2 separate regions of the Hordeum vulgare genome follow, and region 2 is linked to region 1. A link is a contact called in public Hi-C data. All regions are on one chromosome and are shown on one strand. The core of a region is the stretch at or near the end of the contact, and the rest is flanking DNA. Distances in the headings are between cores, read along the strand shown. Region 1 has its middle 13 kb from the start of LOC123410662. Region 2 has its middle 17 kb from the start of LOC123407374.

Evidence for each region. A called contact is a pair of places that touch in the nucleus more often than the background predicts.
Region 2: a contact with region 1 is called in a Hi-C map of leaf, with 2.7 times the contacts expected there. The contact joins two enhancer-like sites. A contact is called at or near these places in 3 of 6 Hi-C or Micro-C datasets (all in leaf).

The regions. Positions count from the first base shown.
Region 1 is chr7H:557,854,212-557,859,774 of MorexV3_pseudomolecules_assembly, reverse strand. No RefSeq gene overlaps it. Among protein-coding and RNA genes, the nearest start is that of LOC123410662, 13 kb to the left of the region's middle. Within about 2 kb of position 2,989, at least 1 of the 3 cell types and tissues checked has open chromatin away from gene starts, as enhancers often do. A contact at or near this core is called in leaf, where this site is marked.
Region 2 is chr7H:558,378,523-558,384,085 of MorexV3_pseudomolecules_assembly, reverse strand. No RefSeq gene overlaps it. Among protein-coding and RNA genes, the nearest start is that of LOC123407374, 17 kb to the left of the region's middle. Within about 2 kb of position 2,370, at least 3 of the 3 cell types and tissues checked have open chromatin away from gene starts, as enhancers often do. A contact at or near this core is called in leaf, where this site is marked.

The DNA.
Region 1 (5,563 bases), core at 1,740-4,239:
GTTGGTTAACATAATCATATAATTGCCTATGCATATTAATCTACATTACCGTTGGGCAAATGATAGAAATAAATGCATCATTTTGCAATATGCAATATGACCGTGTGATTAAACAACGTCGGTCAGAATAACAACATGATCATATTCCATATTGCTTTTAGCAGCGGAAAACGTGAAATAAAATTTCATGTGCCTCTTAACTTTACAGAAAATAATACTCACATTTAAAGTAAAATTCATGAACTTTATTAATGCTTTTATAAAATTCATGAACTATTCCATTTCTGAGAAAGCTATTTTATTCTCAAAATACTTTCTACTTTGCTTTACAGAAAAATTATATAACAATTCTGTAAATATTCACAAAAACTTTGAACATTTTTACTTTCTATTTTTCTAAACATATTTTCATAGAAAAAACATCTAGAAAACACTTTTATATGTGTCTAAATAGACAGAAACTTAAAATCCTTTAAAACCTAAAAAAGAGCCGGCCCTAGGGCTTTTACTGCTTTTGGCCCGAAGGCCCATTTCCCCTTGCGCGCCCGCAGGTCGCTGCGCCACTTCGTCCTGGCCTGGGCCGGCCTGCCTCCCGCCGGCCTTAGAGGCCCGAGCCGCGCCTAGGGTTAGCACAAGGGGGGATCCCAGCCGTCCAGATGGATCCGACGGTCCCCCGTGCTCCTCGCTATGAACAAAAAGGGGTGAACCCGGCTGGAGGGAGAAACCCCAAGGCATTTCCCCCATAGCCCACCGCTCTCCTTCTCGGTTCTCTCGTCCCCGTCGCCCTGGCCTACCGAGCACGTCGCCCACCCCGCTCGCGGGATGAGCCGCAGCTCCGGTCACCGGCGTCGGCAACGAGAGCGGCCGCGCATCTCGCGCTCGCCCTTCTTGCATGCTCGACTCGGCCTCTTTCTCTCTTGCGAAATCTCGCCCTCTTCCCTGCAGCCTTCGGCCCCTCCTCGTGCGGGGATTGCAACCCCGCCGGAGAGTGCTGGGAAGGTCGCCGGCCGTGGTGACCGAAAGGTCCCACGCCGCACGATGGTTTCTCTGTGGCCGCTGACCGTGGTGGCCTAAAGCCCCACGTCGCGTGCTTCCTTGCGGGTGGCCGTGCCCCTTTCCTATCGCAGCGGCGGCGCCCTTCACTCCCCTTGCCGGTGCGCGACCTCTCCCGAGGGAGAGTGCGCCGCCGTCAAGGGAGGTGTTGGGATGCCAACTACCCTGTTGTCCTTTTCGTTCTCAAGAGAGACAGAGTCATGGCGCCGTGGCCTCCCCTTTCGCCGGTGGCGCGTTCCCTTGCGGGAGCGCGTTGCCGTCGAATGGGTTGGCCGTGGTGCCTCGTTGCGATCCGTAGGGCGAATCTTTCTTTTCTTTGCATGTTCCTCTCCCCTTTTTTTCTTGCCTTTTGCGGATCGGATCCGTATACTTTTCTTGGTTTTTTCTTTTGGATCTAGATCCGTACTTTGCCTCCGAGGAGGTAGGTTCTTCTTCCCCACACCTCGGCTTGCCGATGCGTGTGGGATCGAGAGGAACAGGCGCGGCCTTGCGGCGGCGCTTCTTTTCCGACGAGGCTTCAGGCCGTCTTCGGTACTTGCCCATCTAGGGTTCATGTGGGGAGGGGAAAGACATTTGCTTTTCTTTAACCGAACGAATTCTTGCCTAGCGGCTCATGATACCAATGTTGAAGCCGTAGATCGACTAGGCATAGATAGATCCGGTGAAACCTTTTACTCACCTAGTCCCGAGCCCGAGGAACTCCCTGCTCCGGCCATCAGTGCCGGTGTAGTCGTCGGTGGCGTGAGGGAAGAGGTGTGGTCGTGGGTGATGCTTCCCGTGAGCACTGCGCTAACCCTAGATCGGAAGGGGATTTAGATGGGGAGTCTAGCGACGCGGTGAACCTCGTACCGTCCGCCCCGGCCCCCACCACTTTATATATAGCGCATGTCACAGGGGCCCATCAACCATAACGGGTGGGGCGCCCCCGATCAGGGCGCATAGATCAAGGGCCCGGTGGGCCGTTGGGCCCACACGGAAGAGATCAACCTAACAGAGGGTCTATGGCTAAGATGAACAGCAACGGCGAAAGCGGGTCGCCCTCTCACAGTCCCATTCTATGCATGATCTGCCTGCCCCAAATGTCATTTAGGAGGTAGGAAGACGATGCAGCCAAGAGGAGAAAAGCGATCTAGTCACGCCAGCGCGCACTGAATCCTAACCTTCGAAGAAGCTCTTAGATGTAGTCCCAGGAGACCGAATCGAACGCCTTAGCTATATCTAATTTGACGAGCATCGCCGGTTTTCTATTCCTATGCAAAGCTTTAACGCAACCTTGGACGTAGGGGTAGCTATCATGTAAGCATTTGCCTTTCTGAAAAAGTAGTTTGGGCTGGCGAGATGATGTCTTTCAGTGCCGCAACCAGCCTAATAGAGAGCACCTTGGCGACGAGCTTGGCAATGGAGTGAATCAGGCTTATATATGGGGCGAAAATGCTTGAGCTCTGTGGCCCCGTCTTTCTTGGGAAGCAGGGCGAGGAAGGCAGTGTTGATCTCAGAAAAGTTGGTTCCTGCCATGCTCTAGAACTTGTGGAAAACTTCCATCAAATCATCCTTGATTATGTGCCAGCAACTTCTCAAAAACTGCCCCGTGAAGCCGTCAGGGCCCGGTGGTTTCTCTGCGGGCGATGCCAGGACCGCAGCCCACACTTCAGCTTCAGAGGAAGGATTGTCCAACCCTTGCAACCGCGGCCTTAGAACCTCCAACCTCTCCCAATTGATCGTTCTTGGTCTTTGTTGTTTCACCCCCAGGAGCTCACTGAAATGATTGAACACTGCCTGCCCTTTCTCCGTATGTTCAGATATTATCCTGCCGGAACGCAGCGGCTGCTGGTTCGAGTGGCCGTCCGCCGCGGACGGCCGACGCACACCCACACACGGTCACGCAAGCTTCGCAGAAGGGGATGTTGCGCTCGCGTCGTGGGCCGTGCGCTGACCGGCCAGAAAAGAGAAAACTGGACGGGAAAAGCACGGTGCCTCTCTATTTCACAGCAACGGGAAGGGGATGTTGTCACGCTCGCTTGTCCGTCTTGGATCGGAAAGAAGCTGGACTGGCTCGCGTGCCGGTCGACCGGTCTCTCTCAGACGGCGTCGCATCTGCATTATTTCACAGCAGCAACAGCAGGTGGACGACTGGATCGATCAGCTGGTTCAGCTGATCTAGAGGATGGATGGGATGGATCGGCGCCAGTGAAACAAGCACCGAGGCGTTTCCGTTTCTTGGCCTCTTGACACATGCTGCGGGAAAGCAACACTGCTGCATAGACGACACTAGCTAGCACTACGAATTCTGCCCGTCCTCTCCTCTATAAAAGGCTCATAGCCCGGTGGCCACAGTGGCCGTCGCTGGTAGAATCACAGTTCTTGGATTCCTACACGTCTCACTCTCACAATTCTGCCAATATGAGGTTGGCTACCCTGACGACGCTGCTCCTGCGTCTCGCATTCCTCATCCTCCTACTCCTAGTGCCGGTTCCGGGTACGTACGTTGTATCACAGATTAAACTGGATAACCGGATCAATGCACGCAGCTACACATTAAACTTTGGTGGCATTCTTCTTCATCATCTTCTTCTTCTTCTTCTTCTTTGCTAAAAAATTAGTTAAACGGGGATGTATTAATTCATGATGTTTGTTTATTCTTCTTATTGCTGCAGCTCGAGGGGGCGTTATTTGTCAAAGCGAAACAATCAGGAGCTTCTTTCCATGTAATCGCGAGCAATGTTTATTTAACTGCAGGGTAGCCTTCGCCCAACAAGGATGCCCTCCTAGTATGGCCCATTGTGACTGGAGCGGCACGTGCACCACGGATGGGTTTTGCTTATTCACCATATGCGTGAAATACGGAAACCTCCTGCAATCGCCTGACCTAAGGGCATCTCCAACAGCCGCGCTACTCGCGACGCGTTAAAAAACAATTTGCAGCGCGTTGTTTGTCTGTTTTGGCGCGGCGGCCAGCGCAGCCTTCAGCAGGCGTGTTAAAATGGAGCGCCCGCACGTAGCTCCAGCAGGCGGGCTAAAATACAGCGCGTGCGAGCAGCCAGCGCTTGTCATATGTTGCATTTTTGACACATTTTAAACATAAAATTAATTTCAAACATCAAAACAAAGACATGACATAATTAATCACACAAACAAGTTCATGATGACATAAAAAATTCATGCCCACAAGATCATCCAATCAAGTTCATGCCCACATAAAAAAGTTCACACCAACGAATGAACCATCAAGAATCAAGCCTCGTCCTCGTCCTCGTCTTCATCTTCCTCTTCCTCCGATTCATCATCCAAAGCGGATTCTTCCTCCTCCACTTCATTTTCGTGCGCGGTGTTGGCAAGTTCTTCAACAACATCATGCGAAGGTGTTGGCACACTGGAAGACATGCCGCCCATGGCGCCCGGAGGTGCTCCCATGCCTTCCATGGGAGACGCAAAACTCATGCCTCCCATGCCGCCAAGGCCTTCCATGAGGCGAAGCCAAAGCTCCCCGTGCTAGGGTCTGCGGCGACGGCGACGACCACGGAGGGGTCGCGGGTGTAGGAAGGGGTGAGGGGGGTGCCGGCGGGGGCGTCCATCGGGTCAGTTCGCCGGCGGCGGCGCGCGGCGGGCGAAGGTGGCGCGATGGGGAGAGTGCGGTGCGAGCGCTCGAGTGTGCAGCGTGCGGAAGCGGGCGCACCAAATAAACAGCGCGCGATGACGATTCTGACAGCGCGTTGTACTCTATATGTCGCGCGCGCGTTTATCGTGCGTCCGTTGAAACACCTTTTGCTATTGTGCGCGCTAAAATGATGAATTTGATGGAGCGGCGTTGTTTTAGCGCGGCTGTTGAAAATGTTTTAAGATTGGCTGGCATGCATGTCGATCTAGTCTTTACCTATTAATAAAGCACATATTGCTTCTGTGGTACGTCATTAAAATTGCCTTTAAAATTGTCTAATATTACCCACCAATGCCACCTATAAATTATAAAAAACGTTTTGCAGGGAATCCTTGCATGGGCCGGCCCAAGCATAGGGAGCAGCTATACTACGCTCTGCTCGCTGAAAAATAAACAACACGCCCATTTGGGCCAGCCCATGGGCTGGGGCCTGTTTTTAAAGTTTTTTAGTTATTATTTATCTGTTCCATTTTATTTTTTCTAATTCAAATAAATTAAAAAAAACTATCGCAATTCAAAAAATTATATTTACATAAATTTTTGATAAAACATAAAATGTTTGTGAATTCAAAAATTGTTCGGGATTTTTGTAAAGATGTTTGCATATTAAAAAAATCGTAATTTTGGAGAAAACATTCATGAATGAAAAAAAGTCCATCAAAAAAGTTCATCATTTTGAGAAATTTCTTTAATGCAATTCAAAAATGTTAGATAATTCGAAAAATGATTTATTCACCAGTTCGCAAGAAAATACTTGAAAACAGTTCGTAATATAAAATATTGTTTGCAATTTTAAAAAATGTTTATAAATAGTAAAAAATGTTCTTGATTTAAAAATATTCCCATATTTATAAA
Region 2 (5,563 bases), core at 1,121-3,620, 520 kb before region 1:
GTTTCAGATTCTATCTCCATCTGACCAAGCAAGGTGATCCTTGTAAATTGGCCGTTTGGTTGCTACCCAACAACACCATAGCAAAGGGGATATGTGTCGTACATGAACGAGTTGGTCTAGATAGGATTAGACCACATTAACCCGACTTTGGATGGAAGAACCAAAACCACTTGAAGGAGTAGCCGCGCCTAAATGATGCTGACACATGAATCTACCAAGTGAACGCCTTCAGGTAGGAATGCAGCGCGAAGCACGCCGCCATCAACCATTTCGGGTGGACAAAGAACAAGGGTTTCCCCTGATGCCTCGAAGGGGAAGTCACTGTGCTAGCGATGCCTCCAAGGAGGTAAGCAACACCCACGAGGGTTGCCATCGCTGGCTCCAACCGGAGCAGGGGCTTTTGCCCAAGTGAACAAGCCACCTCTGAGGAGAACCTATAAACAGCGATTTGCGGCTCTCTGCTCTCGCCACCTACTACATGAACCACCAGCCACTAAGCAGCAGGTGAGCCGGGAGGGCTGCCACCCTAACCCGATGTGTCGTGGCATTTCTGTGGCAGCTGCTAGGGGGCTGCTTAGTTCGTGGTTTGGGGCCAATGGGCGCTGGCAGCGTCTGGGAACGGGTGAAGGCACAAGACACATGACACCGATCTATCCAGGTTTAGGGCCCTCCGATGAGGTAAAACCCCTAGTCCTGTTGGTGTGACTATAGGTGATCACAATACAAGGGCGCTCCTCGAGCTATTCGTGAGGAGGAAGATGGAGCTCTCGCTACCAGTCTTGCTGCCTCTGTGGGGTGTCTAAAGTGAAGTGTTATGAGTACTTGGGTGCCAGCCAGCCAACCCCTCTCTGTCGGGGCTGGGGGTCGACTTTATAGGGTAGCCGAAGGAGTACACTAATGCGGGAAAGAAGGGGCGGGACCCGCTAGACAGCCTCTCTAGCTGACCACGGGCCCGTCGGCTATCGAGTCTTGTCCGGCGACCGGCGAGGGGGACGCCGGCGAGGCGCCATAGTGGTCAGCATGCCGATCATCACGGAGTTGGTAGGCACAAGCCTTCTACACGGCCGCCTCGTCTCCCACCTCGCGCTAGCGTTGGACTGGAGCTCGCCGCCATTCATCCTTCCTCCCCGTGCCCGCAGCGCATGCTGCCACTTCACATTCCTCCTCACGCCCGCACCGCTCACCGCCGCCGTTTCTCCCTCCACATGCCCGTAACACTCTCCTGCGGTCGATTTGCTGGGGGCCGCATCTCCAACTTATTCTTCTCCACCCCGCTGTCGACGGACGCAGAGATGGCCACGCTGCCCGCCGACTCATGGGAGGGCCCCATGATCACGGAGGCCCACATTGACTACCTCCGACGGACACGCAGGATCCTTTCGGAGGAGTGGGCGGAGGCGCGCGTAGCGAGGAACGAGCGCATGTCGGAGCCGCGTGCCAGCAAGCGCATGGTGTTGTGGACACACTTGACCGCCGACTTTGGGTTGCCGGTGAGCTGCTTCATGCGACAGTTCTTGGAACTCTACGGGCTCCATATGCATCATCTCGGGCCCAACTCGGTGTTGTACCTCACGTGCTTTTCCACGCTGTGCAAGGGATACTTGGGCTTCTGGCCCTTTTCTTCCTTGTTCTGACTGTTCTTCCATTTTTGCACGCAGAAGAACGAGGAGGTGTCGTACTCCTGCGGCGGAGTGGTGGTGTATGCTCGGCGGAGCGCGCTCTTGCCACACATGAAGCTGATCGAATCCTACAAAAACTAGCAGCAGTCGTTCTTCTACGCCCGCAACATCGAGGAAGGGCGAGACTGGCTCAACCTCCCGCTGTTCACCGATGAGCCGTCGACTGGGGGAAACCGGGACCTTGAGGTACGCAACGACGAGGTTACGGAGGTTGTGGCCCGGGTGAAGCAGCTCATGGCTCCCCTGGGGTTGCTGTCCCCGGATCTGGTGGCAACCTTCATCTCCTTCCGGGTGATGCCGCTGCAGGAGCGGCTACACTGAATATACGACATGGGTCTCCGGAAGGACCCATGCCGGCTGTCGACAATCGAGTTGGCATCGAGCAAGATAGCCACCAGGGTGAATGCCATCACCCAATTCAAGCTACACGTGGATGGGTGGTGGTTTGGCATGGAGCCGTTGTGCCGCAACATCTGTGCGCCGCCGATAAGTTCCGACTGACCCAAGTTGCATTTTGTTTCTTGACGTGGTGGCTGATGCGTGGTCGTGCTCCTTTCAACTTTTTAGCCGGCAACTGACGACACACGGTCCGAACCCGCAAGTATTTGTGCCGGACTGAGAGGACTCCGACTCCGAGGACTATGAGTAGGAAAGGGACGGCTTCGCAGCCCCCCGAGGCTCAGAAGTGCGGAGGTGTAGGAGGGCGAGGTGGAGGCACCTACTGGCGCTGCCGCCGGTGGGGCCAGAGTATGTGGTGGGTCCCACCCCGACGTGACTTTGAAGGATTGGACCGACGACGATGATGATGATGTGCGCATTGTGGATGCATCGCCTGCGGCAATGGAGCCGCCCGAGTGCCGCCAGCGAGGAGGGAGCAAGGAGGTCCCATCTAGGAACTAGCCGACTGCGGGATAGTCAACCCTCGCTAGACGGCGGAGGAGAGGCGCATGGAGAAGTGGCCGGTCGAAGGGTCGCCGATTGCCTCGGCCACCAAGAAGGCTTGCGGATTGCCTCAGCCACCAAGAAGGCTCGCTCGGCCATGCTCACGCCGGGAACTCGTCTACCGGCACAGAGGGCATAAAGGCACAGCGGCCGCCCAATCCCCCTCGTTTCGGGGTAAGTTTCCTTTGGAGCTCGTCCTCTCTTTTCTTTTTGCCTCTGATTTGCAATACTAAGCTCGTGCCCTTTTCTTTCCTTCTTGGCAGCATGACCATTGAACTCCCACCGCTGGCCCCATCGGGTCTCGGGGGAGAGAGTGCCACGAAACTGGCCGCGGAGCATGCATCGATGGCGCGACTTGAAAGGAGTGACCCGCAAACTTCGTGCGGCCAAGTCGTCAACCACGGTGGCCGTGGCGGCCGCCTCGACCAGCCCTTCGGCCAGAGCAGCGAGCAACACCATGACACTGGTGGCCCCCCGAGGCTCGTGCCTGGGAGGTCTCGCCGACCCGCACGGAGCCGCATCGGGAGCCGTCCCTAGAGCAGGCCTCAGAGATGGAGGCGCCGCCGGCCGTGCAGCCGGTTGTGGTTGAGGACGTGCTAAGTCCGACGTCCGACCAGGGGTGCCGGCCTAGTGTGAGGCTGGGGGCTGTGATGACCGGGCCCTGGTTAATTTGTCGGCGCGGCCGAACCCGGCAACGCGTGGAGTGTCTGGCATCGGCGGGGCCGGCCGGACGGGCCCATCGATGTCATCCGTGTTGGAGGAGTGGGCGAAGCTGAGCCGTGCCCCGGGAGCGACGGGGGCAAGTTCTTCGGTCGGCGGGCAGGCCATCGTGCCGGCCGGTGCGACAGATATGATGGTGACGTACCACCACGGGATAGCCGGCTTTGGCCAGTCGACGGTGAGTAACTTCCAGCTGGTGGAGAGGGCGGTTCAGATAAGCATTGTAAATTCTTTCTTGCATGCTTTTTAGTGGGGGCGTGCAAGCGCACCCACTGGGTGTAGTCCTTGAGATTCGGGCCAGCTGTGGGGCTGCATGGCAACCGGGCCAAATCTTCTTTTGTCTTCTAATCTTCTCCCGTGGTTTCTTCATAGGAGAACATAGCGAAGCGTGACATGATCTTTAAGGAGGCGGCCACGCTATGTATGCTCAACAAGAACTCTTAATTAAAGGTCCTGAAGGAGCTCGACCTCCGCACGACCGAGTTGTAGAAGGCGAGAGGTACGTCTTTGAGTTGGTGGGTGGGCGCGAGTGCATCCACTGGGTGTAGTCCCCGAGATTCGGGCCGGCTGCGCAACAGCCGGGCCAAATCTTCCTTGCTTTTGATGTCTTCTTGTCGAGACGACTGCTGACTGGTGCTTTAATGCATAAGGGGCCATCCCCGTGGCCGAGGCGGCAGAGTTGCGCCGCCCGCTCACGGATCTCTTGGACAAGGGCGACGAGGTCGTGAGTGACGGCGACTGGATGGGGAGGGAGCTCGAGGCCGAGCGGGGTCCTTAGAGCAGTTGAAGACTGCCCACGCGGCGGAGGTGGTGCGGCTCACCGACGCGCTCCAGCATGAGGCGTCAGTGAAGAAGGCGGCATCGCGAGCGTCATCCATGAGCGGTCAGGAGGCATAGACCCTCCGCGCCGAGGTTGCCTGGCTTGGAGAGGATCTCCGCATGGCGGAGGCCGCCAAGGTGAGGGCGGAGCGAGAGGCGGCCGCCGCGCTCAAGCTCTTCCATGAAGTCAATGAGATCTTCTTCGAGAAGCGTCTTGTTCTTTTGTTGGTTATGTTTGGTAGCCGGTCGCCGGCAGCCATCGGCCGGCGCCGGCCTTAGCTTATTATCTTGAGTCTTATCGTCTTTTGTCGGTCCAGCTCGTTTCCTGGAGACCCAGCCGCGGGCGGAGCAGGCCGTGGCGGAGCACCAATAAAAACTGCGTCGGGAGGGATGCGAGGTGGATGAGGATGCCAGATGGGCGATGGAGGAGGTAGCCCTTGCCTGCGAGGTCCAGCTGAAGTATGCGCAGGCGGTCTATGAGCGGCTCCGGGCGTTGGGCGAGGGCCTCGTCCAAGCTCCGTGGCCCAACCAGGCGGCATAGATTCCCGCCAGCTAGGTGGCGCGGTGGCTTGAGCACGCCTTGGGCCAGTTCGACGCGTGGAGGGTGTCGGCGGCTGGGGCGGCGCCCAGATGGCATTGGCCTTTGCCATTTCCTGGTACCCAGGCATCAACCTGGGCCAATTGGCCACCATGCGGCGGAGGCGCGGGCGGACTTGGCGGGACGCGATGAAGCCATTGGCCTTCGGGCCAACGAGCTTGCCAGTTATGCATCACCGTATGCGTACTACACGGGGTTGAAGACGATGCGCCCATCCCGGAGGACGAGTACGACATCCCCGTCGGCTACAATGACAAGGAGGTCGGATCGAGCTCAGGGGAGCCTACTGTCGACGACGTGGTTAGCGAGGTGGACGCTGGCAGAGCCGCCGTCTGGCGACACCGAGGCGGGCAAGAAGACTCCGTTGCCTAGCGACGTGAATATGCCCCATCAAGAGACCCCACCAGCTCGCGACCTGGAGGTCAGCCAACACACTCCACCGGTCGACGACTCAGGCATGGGCCAGACGCCCATGCCGGCTGGCGACAAGAACGTGGACCAGCAGCCGCCAGTAGTGTAAATCTTTTTGCTTCCTACTCTTTTTCAGCTCTTGAACTTTGTTATGAACAAGTCCACCCACTGGGGGTGTAAGTTTGATGTAATACACTCTCGGCCTTGAGCCGCTATCTTTATTTAAGCACTTCAGTTATTTTTAACTTGTTGGTTGCCATCTGCCGGCCCGTTCGGCACTTCCCTTGCCTTAGTCGTTCTCCCATGTGCCCTTCTCCCTTTGCCTTTTTTCCTACCGGCGAGCCAACTTGCGGATTGTGACCTGGCGAGGAGTGGGCTGTGCGAGGGTAGGGTG